2 separate regions of the Arachis hypogaea genome follow, and region 1 is linked to region 2. The links are chromatin contacts, called in public Hi-C maps. All regions are on one chromosome and are shown on one strand. The core of a region is the stretch at or near the end of the contact, and the rest is flanking DNA. Distances in the headings are between cores, read along the strand shown. Region 1 holds the start of LOC112743675 (chlorophyll synthase, chloroplastic). Region 2 holds the start of LOC112743671 (protein SCO1 homolog 1, mitochondrial).

Evidence for each region. A called contact is a pair of places that touch in the nucleus more often than the background predicts.
Region 1: a contact with region 2 is called in a Hi-C map of leaf, with 3 times the contacts expected there. The contact joins the promoter of LOC112743675 here to the promoter of LOC112743671 in region 2. A contact is called at or near these places in 3 of 8 Hi-C or Micro-C datasets (leaf and an unstated tissue).

Annotation. Positions count from the first base shown.
Region 1 is chr14:109,891,862-109,897,405 of arahy.Tifrunner.gnm2.J5K5, forward strand. It overlaps LOC112743675 (chlorophyll synthase, chloroplastic), which reads left to right and starts at 1,716. Exons shown (of 15, transcript XM_025792972.3): 1 at 1,716-1,987; 2 at 2,184-2,219; 3 at 2,340-2,419; 4 at 2,739-2,826; 5 at 3,474-3,559; 6 at 3,668-3,754; 7 at 4,206-4,271; 8 at 4,383-4,466; 9 at 5,454-5,515. The coding sequence starts at 1,867.
Region 2 is chr14:109,558,666-109,564,464 of arahy.Tifrunner.gnm2.J5K5, forward strand. It overlaps LOC112743671 (protein SCO1 homolog 1, mitochondrial), which reads left to right and starts at 4,497. Exons shown (of 8, transcript XM_025792970.3): 1 at 4,497-4,848. LOC112743670 (a long non-coding RNA gene) reads right to left here and starts at 107. Exons shown (of 2, transcript XR_003172166.3): 1 at 1-107.

The DNA.
Region 1 (5,544 bases), core at 466-2,965, 330 kb after region 2:
TCTCGAACTGATTTAACCAAGAATCGATGTCTAATCCGATTCAATTCATAAGCAAAACCGTCCAACTTTCGAACTGGCGATAAACCACAAACTGTCTGGAAACCGGTGAACTGGACCGAACTGGAATACGGACAATTCTGACCAAAGGACACCCAAGAGTCGTTTATGGCTAAAAAGAAAAGAGACACCAAGATGAATGGAATATCGTCAAATGCAAGAGGAAGAGTCAGAACAGTCACGACGGTGATGAATGGAAGAGGCAGAGCAAGCAGAAACAGAGGCGAGGACACAGGTGAAGATCAGTGAAGGAGAAAATTATTACAAGGCGCAAGAGGAAGCAGCATAGTTGCAGACGACGGCGACGGTGATGGCAAGTCACATATTTTTTTTTCATGGGCTAAGCCCAAAACCCAAACTGAAAAGGGGGGAACTAGAGTAATTATATTAATATCATATAATGTATTTGGGCCAAAACCTTTTTAAGTCCAATGAAAAGCTTGTTTCTTTTTTATTTTTTCCCCCTTTATTCATGAGCAAGATTTGTGTTTTTCGTATACCAAAAACAAAATTGTGTTTTTCTTTTGTTAATATTTATTTATTTTTTTGTTTTTATTATAAATTATATTTATCTTTAAAATATTAATATAGTACATCTAATTTAAACTATATATTAAAAATTAAAAGATATAGACTACATTTTTTCAATTAAAAAATTAGGGATTAAGATAGATTATATTGACAAATATTTTTGTGTGTGTTTATTCTTAATATTTTATAACATGTAATATATAAAATTTATGCATATATAAATCTTGAAGTTAATTTTTAATATTGACTATTTTTTATATTTAACTCTTGTGTTGTACTTATATAAAATTATGAGATTTTAGTTAGTATCTTACTTTTAATTTGTGTATTTTTAATTTTTATTAGAATATATTCATATTTAATTTATTCATTTTTTTTATATTATACTATTAGTTTATAAACTTAAATAAGATTATAAAATTTTAATCCATGTTATAATTTTATTATTAATGTAATTTTTAAATTTATATTAGAATATATTTATCTTTTTGTGTTTATTTATTATTTTATAAATATTAGATTATTTTTATTGAACCACGATTAAGTCTCTAAAACAATAAACCAAAAATTAAAGTAGTTTGATGACCAATTTAATTTTCAGAGCCATTGCTTAAATATAAAGAATATTTTAATTAATACTTGAAATTAGTTTCTATATCTATTTGGTATCTCATCTATGTTTTAGTCTTTTCACTTTAAGAAAAGGAAAAAAAATTATTCTTAGAATTTGAACTTAAAACAATCAATCATAAGACTAAAATTTTATCATCTTAATTAATCTCACATTAAATATTATCAAAACACTAATTATTTTTAAACTATAACATAAGTGATATTAGAAAATATTATTTATTTATTATAGTCACGCTAGTTAAAAAAAATAATATTAAAAATTAATTTTTATTAAAATTTAAATTTTAAATTCTAAATTATAAACACTAAATCCTAAATTTAAAAAAAAATTAGACTTAAACATAATGACGAATAATCGAATATCAACTAACTAAAATTGGATTACCTAAAATTTCTATTACAACAATTAATTCAACTAAAATATTTATTTCAGATGTACCTACCTACCCCCCCCCCCCTTTTCTTCTCTCTCTGTAAAAAAAAAAAAGAAAAAAAAAAAACTTCGATTCAGGTCAACCTCAAAGACGTCCTTTCTATGAGAACATACATTGCCATCAAAAAGCCAAGTCCTTTCTCATTTGCTCTGTCTTTGTCTCTGATTCAAAAGTCCAAACAGAAAAAAAAAACCTCGTACATAAATCTTCAATGGCGTCCCTACTCAAAATAGTTTCGGTTTCACCAAGAACATCATTATCATCGTCATCATCTACCACAAGTGTTCATTCTCGACCTCCTCTTGCACCATTTTTCCCTCTCCCATTCACTAGTAAGTTGACTTAATTGAGTATTGAGGTTCTCAAATTAAATACCCTTTTGGATTTTCTTTTATATTTCCTACACCCAAGTTGCCAAATGATCCTGCATGCATCCGATGCATTGTTTATTTGTTTCTAAGAAGCCAAACATTGTTTAAAGGTTGCTCCTTTTTATGCTTTTGGTTGTTTGTATTAACATTATTGCAGGGAGTAGAATAGCCATTAGAGCAGCTGGAAATCAAGGTCATTTATAATTTTCTTAATTTATTTTTTAAAAAATGGTTTCTTCTTGTTGTTCATTTCCCATTGCTTAGTACTATTTCTCACACATTTTATTTATTTTATATTTGGGGGTTTGAGCAGTTGATGAACCTAACCAACAAACTAAAACCGGTTCAAGCTTCAATCAACTTCTTGGTATTAAAGGAGCAGCCCAAGAAACTGTGAGTCAACCACATTGCAAATAATTTTCCTCATTCTCTTATTTAGATTTGTGATTTTTTTTTATATTTAAATTACGCTGCCATACTTCGCATATAAATCTGAATATGTATCTTTTACAATCTGTCAGTGCCTGTTAATCTGCATTAAGTTAGTATCAATTATTGGCATATCTATGAGTTCATTGCATTGTCAATGCAACAAGCTAAGTAATTCAATGGTGTAGATTTTATTAAAAAAAAAAAAATAAATAAATTGATGTAGAAAAAATACTTCATAAATCTACCCATTAGATCATTTAATGCAGTCCATGTTGTGCAGAACAAATGTAAGCTTCGTCTTCAACTCACAAAACCTGTGACTTGGCCTCCATTAATTTGGGGGGTAGCTTGTGGTGCTGCTGCCTCTGGTAACTTCATCAATTTTACCATTACATTAATTAATTAAATGTTGCATGCGTGGTCATAACTAGGGATGACAATAGATATCATGTCCCCTGCCCCCGTTCCCTTTTAATTCTCTCCACGCAGGAGAGGCGGATACCTGCGGGTTTCCATGAATATTAATCCTTAAAACTAAAAAAAATTAATACAACCATAGTATAATCCAATACAATTCAACCAAATTTATCATCTTACAACACAATCCAAAGACAAATTTTATATAATCCACAAACACATAAAATCTCCAACCTACACAAAAAAGAAAATGAAATAGAAATAGCCAACAAAATAATGTAACATTATAACCTTTATATATAAGTGAGGGTATTTTAATAAGTTCACCCTTTGCGGGGATTTGGCGGGTCTCCATGGGGCTGGGTACCTCTACCTCGTCCTCATTTATTCGCGGGTCCCCGTTAAACTCTCCATTGCGGGTACTACCCACGGGTACCCGCTTTCGCGTGTATTTTTGTCATCCCTAGTCATAATAAAGATTGGTCATACATATTTTATCCTAGGATCAAAGTTAGTGCTTCAGATTTTAATGCATTGAGACATTGACTATAAATTTAGCTATGTGATTTGAATCATTCAAATTTCTGATAATGTTAAGGAAATTTCCACTGGGATTTTGAGGATGTTGCTAAATCAATTGTGTGCATGATGATGTCTGGTCCATTTCTCATGGGATATACACAGGTACTGATAGATTTGATTGTTGTTCAATGTTTCCCTAGCTGCTATTATTGAATGTAACAAATAAATTGACTTGATGATGCTAAATTGTTGGGGTGTTCAATCTTTCAGACTATGAATGATTGGTATGACAGAGAAATTGATGCAATAAATGAACCTTACAGACCAATTCCTTCCGGAGCAATATCTGAGAATGAGGTCTGTTGTAAATTTCAGATTTTTATGTCTTCTCTTAAGATTTGTTTTCAAGTTTTTAAAATTTTTAAAGTTATTAATTTTAGTAATGAGACACAGCAATTTCTAACTACACACAACATGAGAATACTTATGGTACCTTATAATTTTATAGAGTACAACAACGATCTCTATTTTTTAAAAGGTAAATCTTCAACCTAAGCCTTAACAAAAAAAATAAAGAAAACATAGGGGGATAATGTTTCTTCACCGTTTGGAAAAAGTTGAGAAATTAGTCCCTTTTTGTATATGAAATTAAGTTTTTAATTTTTTTAATTTTGAGAGATTAACTTGTCCGGTAGGTTAATTAAATGTTTTGTTACATAACTAAAAGGCATTATTATTTTGTGAGTGACGACACAAAAGATTTACTGTACTCTTATTGTGAGCATATATTCTGCTAAAAACTGTGCAGGTAATAGCTCAAATATGGTTTCTGCTACTAGGAGGCCTAACCTTGGCTGGTATATTGGACATATGGGTGGGTGCAGTAGTACGCATACAATATTAATAGTTCAATGATCCATCTCTTTTAAGTTGGTGTGAATTTATCTATGACAAGTTTAGGTTGCTAAAATGTTATATTTTGCAGGCAGGGCATACTTTTCCAACAATATTTGATCTTGCACTAGGTGGATCCCTGGTCTCTTATATATATTCTGCACCTCCTTTTAAGGTATTTAAGTTTTATAGTAAATTTCTAAACTTTTAATATCGTAAAATATACTTTTTATTCATAATATTTTCAAACAATTTAAAAATATTTATTATTAATTTTTAAATGTCAAGAATTAAATCACTTTTTTTTCTACAAATTTTATCTTTTATTATTCAAAATTTCAAAACTTTAACCCCGGCCCGAATTCTAATCCGTTGACTCCAAAATCCACCCCCCCCCCCCCCCCGGCCTAGTCCTCCCCCTACATTTGCCTTTGCCTCGCCCTCCTTTCCCAGCCATGACCCTCGCCTTTGGACAATGTTTTTTTCCATTGTCCAAATGGAAGTCAGCTATTTGGACAATTGTTAGAATGTTGTATATGACTCTGTTTATATTTGTGAAGTGTGGAAAAAACTGCAAGAAAATAAGTCATTTACAAATATAAATTCTACAGGATTGTTTTGAAAATACATTAAAGTTACAATTTAATAACTTTTAATTGGTACAACTTAAAAGTTTTAAACATAGTGAGACCATCAAATTCCATGCTGACTTAGTGTTTTAGAATACAGGATGATTAAAGGGTAAAATTTGAAAAAAAAGGTTGACTAATTGTTATTTATAAAAAATTAACAAAAGATTATTTTTGAAACTTATCAAAGACATTAGGGACAAAATTAAAACAAATTAAATACTAAATATTTTTGAAACTCATTGTAGGGCCCCAAAAAAAAACATTACGCTTTCTAGTAATATCTTCTGTTGACCAAAGAAAACATGGAAGACAAAAACGAGTTTTTCATCTATCTCAGGCATATTAATCCTTCTGTATATGTGCTGATTTTAAATAAAACATGTAATTTGGTACCCGATTTAGAAAGGTGAGTTTACAACTATATTGTCTTCCATGTCTTTTGTTTAAAGAGATGTATTATTTCATCACTTGTTTCGTTTATCTTGTATTGTCATTTGTCTAAGCTTCACAAGTGTTCTAATTTTTTCTAGTTAAAACGAAATGGATGGATAGGAAACCTGGCCCTTGGAGCAAGTTACATCAGTTTGCCATGGTGTGGTACATTTTTACTGTGCTAAGAGA
Region 2 (5,799 bases), core at 3,247-5,746:
TGAAGGAGCCATGATATAAGAAAGTGGTATTTTGTAGTCCAAAATTTGTATGTTGCTGATTCTGTTCCTGCTAATCTTGCAGCATCAGAATTGAATCTTGCTGGAACATGGTCCTTGAAAAAGTGATCACCGAGTTCATCTATTATATATTTCTAATTTTACAACCAAAATGTGTCATTCTCTCGTTATAATTGAAATTAAATCTTTTCCTTCAAAATTAAGGAGAATTCTTCTTTCTTCCATACTAATTTTACAACCAAGATGTGCCACATGTCACTCTCTCACAATGTTTTAAAAACCAGACTGAATTGACCGGTCGAATCAGTTCAACCGGAAACCGACAAAAAAACAGTCCGATCCAATGTGTAAAACCACAAAATAAAAAACTGCTCAAGAACCGATGAACCCGCCGGTTATCGGCGGGTCGGACCGGATTGGAATCCGGCCGATTTACAGAAAACGACGTCGTTTCCTTCCTTGAAAGGCACAAAGCACGCGTTATCCCCCATTCCCCCTTCTCCAACTCCTTCCTTCAGCAAAGAGCAAATTGCCCTAGCCTCCACCAAAGAAAGCAAACCCTAGCCTCCACCAATAGTTGTCGCCGTCTGTCGGAGTGAGAGACTGCTGCCGCCGTCCATCGCATTCAAGAACTTCTGTCTTCGTGCTCTCGGGCCTCTCGCCGGATCCTCCACGTTGGGTGCTCGCATCTCGCCGTTCTCCTCTGTGCTCGGCTGCTCGCGCCTCCCTCCGCCAGTGAGTGCTCGAGCTGTGCGTGTTGGTTGCTGCTCGTCGTCCGTGGTTGTCTCTGCTCGATTCTGCCTCCCAGTCTCACTCGAGTCTTGTCTCAGTCACTGGCATCTCGTGGTTCGTCTGTCTCGTTGCCGGCGGCAGAAGCAACTCGTGGGGTTGTCTCTTGCTTCGTCGCCTTCCGTGGGGTGGTTGCCGACTCGCCGTCGACCGTTGGTGAGTCCCTGCACCATCCTTCCCTGTTTTCTCTTTTTCAGATTTCCCTTCTCCCTGTATTTTTGCATGTTGCTGAATTGCTAATTAAATTTGCCTTGTTGCTAATCTAAATGTTACTGTAAATTGGGACTTTACTTGGATTTGTTAAATTTGTTGCTGTAACTTGAATTTGTGGCTGAATTTGTTGCTTCCTAGTCACAGAATCAGAACAGAATACTTAGTTAGTGCTTTGTTGATTGGCTTTGCTCACTGATTGTTGCTGAATTGCTAATCAAATTTGCCTTGTTGCTAATCTAAATGTTACTGTAAATTGGGACTTTACTTGGATTTGTTAAATTTGTTGCTGTAACTTGAATTTGTGGCTGAATTTGTTGCTTCCTAGTCACAGAATCAGAACAGAATACTTAGTTAGTGCTTTGTTGATTGGCTTTGCTCACTGATTGTTGCTGAATTGCTAATTAAATTTGCCTTGTTGCTAATCTAAATGTTACTGTAAATTGGGACTTTACTTGGATTTGTTAAATTTGTTGCTGTAACTTGAATTTGTGGCTGAATTTGTTGCTTCCTAGTCACAGAATGAGAACAGAATACTTAGTTAGTGCTTGGTTGATTGGCTTTGCTCACTGATTGTATTTGATGAAAAATTTTAAATTGATAACTTTTAAATTTTAAATTTGCACCGCCTGTTACTGATTCACTGTTCCTTCAGTACTTTTTGTTGTTGTTAATCATTGTGATGAGCTTTATTAAAATTGGGTTGAAAACTGTTGAATCTTTTTTCATTTTTCATTGTTCTTAACTTCTGTTCTTATTAAAAAACTTGCTATTGGTGATCTTTTGATTTATTATATGCTTCATGTTTTTAATTTCACTCTGCTTCTAGGCTTTGAAATCAGTTTATGATAACTGTGATGCAATTATTTAGTTGGATATCGGATGTAATTATTGAGTTCAAGAGATTGAGTTTTTGATTTGCAAGGTGATTTTTGGTTGATTTTTTATTTAATTTGGTAATGGTGTTTATGATTGGGGTTATTTCAATGCATATTTGTATCTGTGTTATTAGTCAAAGTCATGTCAAGGCCATGCAAATTTATTCAATGTAGTTAAGCATTATTTGCCTAGTCCAGTATGTATGCTCTCTGGTTCCCTAGAGTAAACATTTTGTGAATTCATGAATATTATAATGTTTCTTGGAGACAAATTCAAGGGGGAGCACTGTATAATCTCATGTTAACAACAGAGACAAAAATTCACCTCACTAGACTACATAATCATGCATCTAAGCTCATATCTATTTCCAGTTAGTTTGTAGTTTTGTACTATACGTGATTTGTACATATCATCGTAAAAGAAAAAATAACATTGGTTACAATTGTTTGCTGAAAATGTGAACTTAAGTCATGAAAGTTGTTTGTATAATGTGAGATCTCAATGAATAAGTAGCTTTGCATTGTATTCAATGATTATGTTGTCTGAATGATAGTGTTGTCATGAGACAAAAATGGGATGAGTTATATTTTAGGATGTTTATTTATAATTTATTTATTATTTTATTTTAAAACGGTTTTTTTGGTTGAATCACGGTTAGACTGGTTGGACCAATAAACTAGTGAACCAGTAATTAGAGCGGTCGATAACCGGTTCGGTTCTCAGAACCTTGCTCCCTCATTGCAATTGAAATCAAATATTTCCCTTCAAAATTAGAGAGTTCTCCCCACCTCCTTCTTCATTTTTCTATCTCTCTTATTCCTTCAACCACTCTATCTATTTAATATATTATCATCAATATCAATTACTAATTATTCATTTTAAAATCAGAATGTACAACATGACATTCTTTAATTGCATTAAAATTAAAATTGAAATATACCTATATTATTATTATGTATCATATATTACTATCTAATTTAATAATCAAATGTATCACATGACACTCTCTTATTAAAATTGAGAGAACATATTTTTCTCTAAAATTAATAAACTCCCTTCTTAAATTCTCTCATCTACCTCTCTCTATTTTCTATTTCTCTCTACCATTTTCATTCTATATATAATTTATATTTTATATTAGTAATTTGACAAATCAAAATATGTCATCTGATATATTTTTATTACAATTAAAATAAAATATTTTCTTTCAAAATTAACATAACTCTCTCATTCTCACTTTCACTCTCATTCTTCATCTTTATCTTTCTCTCTCTTTTCTCTTATTCTCTAATTTTTCTACCTCTTTGTTTTACAGAAAATAAAATTAAACAAAATAATATAATTTAAATAAAAAATTAGACTTTTTAATATTAAAATAATAACTAAAAATTTTGTTATTTGATTTTTTATCTATAGAGATTTTGGTCTTCTTAGCCAGAGACTTTTGTCAACCTATGACTTTTTTTTTGGTAAAAGTAGTTTGATTTTATAAATTTTTTGCGACATGCATAATCTATATTATCAGAACAAAGTGATCCGTAATTTTCAAAAGTTTATATTCTTGTAATGTTATTACGGATAAAAATACTAGTTGTCACTAATGATGTGAAGAGCAAGATGTTGCTAAATCTTGAATGATTTTTCATCTAATTTATCAAGAAAAGGCATGGTAGGAATAGAAAAATGTGTAGTAGTATTAATTGGAACAATAGATCCTATGAGATCCGAACCTCAGCTCTTCATATCAGAAAGAATCAATATAGAGATGAATTGAGAAATTAAAATTGAATTGTAAATGCTTATTGTAATTGTTTTATGGAAACCACAATGGACATATGACTGTTATATTTATATATATAGTAGCTGTTATAATTGATACAAGTTAATTTATCTTACTGTCAAAAAAAGCAAGTACTTTGGTTTCTTGGTTTTCTTGTTCTATTCCCTTATCAAAAATTTTATCTCTAAAATTATTTTTTTAAATATATATTTAATATTTAAAATATTTTTTGTCATGTTTTAAATTTTTCAAAGATTTATGCATAGTTAACATCTTTTAAGATTTACTTTTATGAGCAATATAAAGTTATAAACTTTTGGTGCTATTTTGATAAGGGTTAATAGTCAAATTAGTCTGAAAAAGATAAGGCATTCTTTAAATTTGTCACTAAAGATTTTTTCAATCAAATTGCTCCTTTAAAAATTACGAATTAATCATATCTGTCATTCAGTTACTCCACGCATAATTTTTGTTAAAAATTGATGATATAAAATATTAACTGATAGTATATATGACACATAACATATTCAATTGGACGTTAACTAAATATGTTTAAAAAAATATATCAGTTTAGTTACTAAGTTATATTGGGAATAAAATTATTGTAATTAAAAAAAATAACGAAATAAAATTTGATAAACATATGTAATCAATATCTAATTAAATATATCAAATATTATATATGTTATTAATTAATATTTTATAAGATTAATCTTAAAAAAAAAAACTATTAATAAAGATAAAAAAATTAAAATAAATTTAAAAATATCTTATTTTTTAAAAATTAATTTAACTGTTAACCATTTAACCTAATAATTTACTCAAAAAAAAAAAATCCCCTCGCTCCCTCCTCGCGCGACACCGACTCCCAGACCCGGAAAGCCCTAATCCTCCATCTTTTCTCTCTTCTTCAAGCTGTGTTGTCGCCGCCGTCCCCACTGCTCCAGCGCCGTCGCAACTCGTCGAATCATCTCAGACGCGTCGCCTCTATTCCACTTCCGCCGCGCCGCCTCTGTTCCGCCGCGCTCCAACTATTCTCTGTTCCAGTTCCGCGCCTGTGTCTTCTAGTTTGAGTTCCTCATCTGTGCTCCCTCTCTCTCGTTGTTTGAGTTCCGGGCCTCATCTATTCTCCCTCTCCCTCTTCTGTGTTCGAGTTCCAGCCCTAGTGGAAGGTGATTTTTAGGTTTTTTTCCTTCAATCATCACTGTGTTAGATCTCTTTGTTTTTGAGCTTTGGTTTTATTTCTGGTTGGGATTGGTGATCTGAATCTTTTTCTTGGAAGTTGGTTTTTGGTGCTTCCGTTTTCAAGTTGCTTGCTGCTTCAACTTGAGGGGATTGTGAATTTTGTTTTAAGCTGTGATTGAAGGTTTCTTTGTTTGGGGTCTTCACTTTCCCAGTGATGGTAGTTACCACTATGTGTATGGAAGCTTAGCCTTTGATTCTTTGAGCATACACGTATGAAGTTATTGTTTTCAGCAATGGCCATTCTCATATTTTTCACTTTGTTGATGTGTTTTAATTGTTCCTATTGGTGTTGTGTGTTGATGCTGTGTTTTAATCGTTCCTGTTATTGTGATTTTTAGTTCATGTTCATGCTCATGTTCTTGTTTTATTATAATTTGTTATAACTTGTTAATTGTTTCTGGCTTATAATTTGTTAACTTGTTGGGTTGCTGTTTATAAACTTATAATTGTTCTTGCCCTTGTTCAATTCATGACGATCTTGTATAATTTGTGTCTGATTGATATTTTTATATATTTTTTAGTTATAAATGATAGTATCAATCATGAAGCACTTGTTATAATTTTGTTATTTGACTTCTTGAATTTGTACTTGGATGAATTGATTACATTTTGGTTAATATAGTACTTTCAATTTAGATTATATTTTAAGATTTATATTAAATTGTAATTATATTTTATTGTGTTTATTTGTATATTTTTTTATTATTTTGTTATAAAATAGTTATTCCAATTACATTATAGTTGAACCTATTGAATTAATAAATCAGTAACTAAAATAATTCGATTTTCAAAACCTTAAGGGTGGGTGATCTATATAACTAAAAGTCTAGAACACTGCATATCTTTTGTGGCATTATTTGGTACAAACTACGAATATC